Linked DNA regions of Zea mays: region 2 is linked to region 1. The links are chromatin contacts, called in public Hi-C maps. All regions are on one chromosome and are shown on one strand. Each heading gives the region's core, a stretch centred on a gene start, on an enhancer-like site or on the middle of the called end of the contact. The rest is flanking DNA. Distances are from core to core; before and after follow the strand shown. Region 1 holds the start of LOC100381775 (Two-component response regulator-like APRR9). Region 2 holds the start of LOC100381708.

Region 1 (2,981 bases), core at 197-2,696:
TTATAGTCCCAGTTTAATAAACATAGTCTGGTGTTTCAACTTTCAATTTCTGAGGCAATTTCTGTTTATAGTTCAATACTCTTTTATTCTTTTCTTCTGTTTAATAATTCCATATAGTCTGGTGTAAACTCCTGGTGTTTCATTCATATTTCTGATATAGTCCCAGTTTCACTTGAAACTCCTGGTATTTCTGGTATAGTCTGGTGTTCAGGAGGTGTTTCATCCATATAGTCTGGTGTAAATATAGTTCTGTTTATAATAACATAGTCTGGTGTAAACTCCTGGTGTTTCATTCATATTTCTGGTATAGTCCCAGTTTCACTTGAAACTCCTGGTATTTCTGGTATAGTCTGGTGTAAACTCCTGGTGTTTCATTCATATTTCTGGTATAGTCCCAGTTTCACTTGAAACTCCTGGTATTTCTGGTATAGTCTGGTGTTCAGGAGGTGTTTCATCCATATAGTCTGGTGTAAATATAGTTCTGTTTATAATAACTGGTATATTTCCTGGTATAGTCTGCAGTGTTACCATAACTGGTATATTTCCTGGTGTTTCTGCAGTGGTGTTCAGTGATGTCTGTTTACCAGAACCTCCTGTTTTGATTTACTTTAACAAACAACTAACTTTAACTCATGTCCAGAAGGTTCAAAGTTATGACCAGAAGGTTCAACTATGTTTGATTTACTTCTGTTTGTTATGCCTTGATTTATTGTAATTCATATTATTGTAATTCATTGTCATTTTTCTCTAATGGTAAGTTGCTATGGTTACCATGATCTGTTTATGATCTGTTTACAAAGGTTGATGGTAGACAAGTTCCTTTTGGTCTCCTTTCATCATGACAGTGCAGGATTGATGGTAGACAAGTTCCTTTTGGTCTCCTTTACATTAGATGGCAGCACCTGTAACATGTGAAATGTTTGATTGTCTGATTCAACCTGTGCTTCTGTTTATGTTGTAATATATGGGTGTAAATCATATTTAGATGATTGTAAATAGTTCAATTTATGGATCAAAATTATATTTTTAGTTCAAATCTGTTGTAAGTTGTCTAATAACGCTTAAAATTTTGAAATTTGGCGGGAACGGCATCTAACTGATCAAAATTGGTGGTAACCCAATTGGGCCAAGCTAAGAAAAATGAGAACCAAACAATATATCATATGGGCCAGGCTTACTTTGACCAGCCAACCAAACATATTAGGTTAGCTCATTACATGCGGGCTCTCTTGAGCCTGGTCCTCTCATTGAGCCAGGCTCAGGCTGGACCAGACAACCAAACACATCCTTCATTTCCACCCCACGCCTTCTCTTCCGGCTTTCATTTCATCCACGACGATGATCTCCTTCTCCTCTCGCTCCGCGCCCCGTCGCCGCTGACGTGGCGCCCACCGCACGGGAAAAAAATATTTCAGATATTTTCCCCACCGCTCCTTCCCCTCTCCCCTTCTCCTCCTGCGGGCCTCCTCGCCCAGCGGACTCCTACTCTGCTGCGCTCCGCTCCGTTCCGTTCCGCTCCCCTCCTCGCGGCAGCAATCGAATGTCTCCCGACGTAGACGCCGCCGTGGCAACCGCCGTCGCTCCCGGGGGAGGCTGCGGCGGTGACGGAGAGGCGGGCGCCGGCACGTCGTCGTCCCCGGCGTCCGCGGCGAACGGGCGGGCGTTGGTGCGGTGGGACCAGATCCTCCCGCGCCGCTCCCTGCGGGTCCTCCTCGTCGAGCACGACGACTCCACGCGCCAGGTCGTCACCGCGCTGCTCCGCAAGTGCGGCTACCGCGGTGAGCCGCCTCCCCTCCTCACTGCTCCCCAGCTCGCGGTCGTTAATCCCCACGGAAATTCTCGGCACCCCGTCGTTCTCACTCCTCTCTCTCCCTCCGGGAGACGGCAGTGGCCGCGGTCGCGGACGGGATGAAGGCGTGGGGGGTCATGCGCGAGCGCGCCTACGCGTTCGACCTTGTCCTCACCGAGGTCGCCATGCCCTCCCTCTCCGGCATCCAGCTGCTCTCCAGGATCGTCGCCGCCGACGAGTGCAAGAACATCCCCGTCGTCAGTAAGCCTCCTTCCCCGCTCTCATCCCTTTTTCGCTGCTCTTTAATCCTAGTCCGATTCGTATTTCCCCTTCCTTACTAACGCTTCTTGTGTGCTCGCGACGTGCCCCGATGTCTTCTCTTCTTCTGGATCATATCGACCTGAGAATAGATTAGGCTTCAGTAGCACATGCTTGTTACTAAAACCGGCATTCTTGCGTCATGCTTGTTACTGAAGATGACATGTTCATGTTCAACAGATAAATATTGCGAAAATATGTATGCGACATTGGATTTGTGGCCATACAAGAGATCGGGTCCGGTACGTGATACGCTAGGATAAACTAATTGAAAAGATTGTCCAACGGAGAGGTACCCGTGCATCGTGGAATCCTAAGGCACGACAGCAATAGGAAGAGAGACAGGGACCGAAATTGACACAAAAAGAGGCAATAAAATGTGACTTGAAAGAATGGAATATACCTAAAGTTTTAGTCTTGTTAGGACTTAGGAGTTCATGGAAAATAACTATTTATGTGCCTGGATCTTGACTTGTGGTTTCTGTTGGGTTTCAACTCTAGCCTACCTAACTTGTTGGGACTAAAAGGCTTTGTCATCGTTGTTGTTCTGTTTTGCAGAATTTGATTCCATGTGATCGGATGTGAATTATCAGCTTACACAGGTTTTTGAGTGTTACATGTATACACTTTTCTGAGACAGAGTCTACAATCAATCACATAGCTTGACTGGGAAATGATCCCACTTCATCGGGTGCTTGCAATTTGAATTCACACATCAAGGGCCTCAGCTTAACAGAATTGTTTTGAGGTGGCAGTAGTCCTGGAGATCAATTGATCAAATTAGAAAACATTGAATTGCATTGTTTTGGTTCATTGCCATTGGAACCAAGATAGACATAACGTTACATCAAATACTTATTTTCATGCTACTGGA
Region 2 (2,981 bases), core at 194-2,693, 650 kb after region 1:
AATATATTCTCCTGACTACGGGATATAAACGGGATTATCTCGATCAAATATGGTCAAATATGGTTGGAAAATACCCTCAGGCCCTGTTCGGTTGTTCCGGATTGGAGCACCGGATTAATTTCTAGTCAGATTACTTCTCTAATTTATATAAATTTTGATGAGCTGGAATGAATCCTGGCTTATTCCAGTATAACCGAACGGGCTCTCAACTGTTTCCGCTTCCGCTCCTGACTCATACCACAGCTAGTCTCATACTCTCATGGGCTCAATATTATAGCAAAGAATTACACAAAGCTTGTGCAATAAAATTAAGATAATAACGATGATCTGAACAATGATAATGATATCCTTGGTTGTGCAATAAACTTGATGTACTTGCAGTGAACAGGGCATTCTTCCTCTGTCTTGTAACCTTAATACCAGGCTCCTTTGACTTGCGCATGCCATTCTTTCACACCAGTTTGGCGAACATATCGATATTGCTTATTCTAACCACAAATTCTTTTTCAAATCAACATGTTGAGATCGGATGCCCGCGTGCGTGTAAGCATTATCGATACAATTTTTTGGTGGTGGTAGCAGTACATTTTATTATTTAAATCGAAATTTTAAATAAATGGTTTGAAATAAGACACGTTCAGTGGCACTTAGCGCTACGACTAGGGCTGGGAATTGGGCTGGGCTAGTCCGGTCCAAGCCCATCGTGCTTCGTGCCAAACGGGTTTGGGCCAGAAAAGTCCAAAAAACTTTTGGGTCGTGTCGTGCCAGCCCGAAGTGTAAAAAAAGTGGTCCAGCCCGTCCTAAACCACGTCGTGCCTTCATCGTGCCGGTGCCGACCCAAGCCCGACCCGTATATTTGACCACATAAAATCAGAATATTACAGCCATGTAAAGTTATAACTTACTAAATTAAAGATATTAAACAATTCTAGCATCATTTAACCACACAAACTCCAAATATAACAATAATATAAAGTCGATACCTTACTAAATTAAAAAAATTAAACATATTAGGCTTAATTGGGCCGTGTCAGACTAAGCTCGACCCATCTATGCGGGTCGTGCCGGGGTCTCGACGGGCTGAAATTTGAGGTCTGGCTCAGACCCGGCTTCGGATCATGCTAGTTCAAACCATATTATTTCATATCGGGTCATATTTTAGGCTCTTATTTTCGAGTCATGCTCGTGCTAGATCGAAAAGTCTTTCCCATGTTCCCAGCACTGGCTACGACAGCTGACGTTCCCGTTGGGCAGCAGAACTGCAGTGCACGCACCAACCCAATCCACCCCCCCTCGGCCCACGGCGGCACCACTACACCAGTCAGTCACCAGACCACTCTGCCGTCGCCGCCTACCTCGGCAACAGTCAGGACTTAGGACGCAACTCATCCCCGCCGCGAGCAACGCCAATGCTCCGACCGCTACACGCTACAGCCGCCGCCACCGCTAGCTAGGCCCAGCCGCCTCCTCCCTTCCCCTCCACGACGATGGACCCGACCACGCCCGTCCTTGCGCTCTCCAAGGCCTTCGCCTCCTCCCGCACCAAGCCCTTCCTCCTCCTCGCCCCGCACCGCCGCCGCTCCCTCTTCGCCGCCCGCGCGTCTGCCCCCTCCTCGTCCTCCGTGCCGGGCGACCTCCTCATCTCGCTCGCGCGGCTCGCGCTCCGCGGCCCCGGACCCCCCGCGGCGCCTCGGCGGTGGTTCGCGAGTGTCTCTTCTGCCTCGCCTCTCGCCTCGGGTGGTCCGCCCCGCGGCGGAGGCGGTCGGGGGAACGGTGATGGTGACGGCGGTGGTGGTGGCGACGGCTGGAAGCGCCCGCGCGCTTCCCAGGGAGCGGGTGTGGTGGAGGAAGCGGCAGCGCAGGGAGCCGATGTCATCGTCCTTGACGTTGGGGTATGGCTATTCCTGTAGCTGTAGTACGACGAGTAGACACTGACCACCTTCCGCTCTTAAACAAAATACCATATCATGTGTGGCATAGAAGGATCTTTTTACAACTTTTTGAATACTTGGCTACACGGATTGTTACTTTACCCACTTGTAACAGTTTTTTCATATTTAGAATTCGGATTGCCATAACATAACAAACATTCTCATACAATCATGAATCAGCAAACAAACCACTAATGCTACTGGTGGTAGAACCTGCTGGATTATCTCTTGTGTCAACAACCCATCTAAACAGCATCGTTTCTGGGACAATCACTAGAACCTCCAACCAACTAGTGTTTGTTCTGGGAAAAAAAACCCTATAAGTTATCATTTGCATGCATGTTTGTCCTTACATGCTACAGTTTCTGACCACCTTGTAATCTGTAGCTGTATTAGCCACTTGATTAGCTTCGTTGCAGGGAATGTCGTGTGGTGGATGCGCAGCAAGCGTGAAACGTATTCTGGAGAGTGAGGTAAGCTAAGTTAGATCAGCATGCCTTAGATGTAGAGCTTTTGGCCAAAGTGCTTGTTAGCTCTCTACTGTTTCTAGTAGTGTTTGTAACTCTGTATGTGCTTGGATTTTTCAGCCCCAGGTACGGTCAGCAACTGTTAACCTTGCCACTGAGATGGCAGTCGTCTGGGCAGTGCCCGAGGATAGTGTTGTTCAGGATTGGAAGGAGCAGCTGGGTGAGAAGCTTGCCAATCAGTTGACGACATGTGGCTATAAATCCAATCTTCGAGGTAAACGCTGCAATAATTGCTCAAGTACTGTCAAAGGGCTAAACTTGCACATTTTAGTTGGGAGTGATGGGGCAGTTGAATAATGGATACATTGTTAGTTTGGAACTTCGAATAAAGAGCTAAAATAATGGATGTTTTTTTAACACTGCTCCCTCGTGTCCCTGGGTGCACTGTAATTTTTAACCTGTACTTACGCTCTTTTCCTATCTTAATTGAAAGGCAGAGCTCCATTTTGTTTCAAAAAAAATAAAGAACTAAAATAATACCTTTTCTTTTCAATAGAAAATGTCGACGACCATAACTCAAATA

The links. A called contact is a pair of places that touch in the nucleus more often than the background predicts.
Region 2: a contact with region 1 is called in a Hi-C map of tassel, with 2.6 times the contacts expected there. The contact joins the promoter of LOC100381708 here to the promoter of LOC100381775 in region 1. A contact is called at or near these places in 2 of 25 Hi-C or Micro-C datasets (ear and tassel).

The regions. Positions count from the first base shown.
Region 1 is chr4:202,572,640-202,575,620 of Zm-B73-REFERENCE-NAM-5.0, forward strand. LOC100381775 (Two-component response regulator-like APRR9) reads left to right here and starts at 1,447. Exons shown (of 8, transcript NM_001355470.1): 1 at 1,447-1,778; 2 at 1,889-2,050. The coding sequence starts at 1,541.
Region 2 is chr4:203,221,948-203,224,928 of Zm-B73-REFERENCE-NAM-5.0, forward strand. LOC100381708 reads left to right here and starts at 1,444. Exons shown (of 17, transcript NM_001361524.1): 1 at 1,444-1,892; 2 at 2,351-2,404; 3 at 2,519-2,672. The coding sequence starts at 1,488.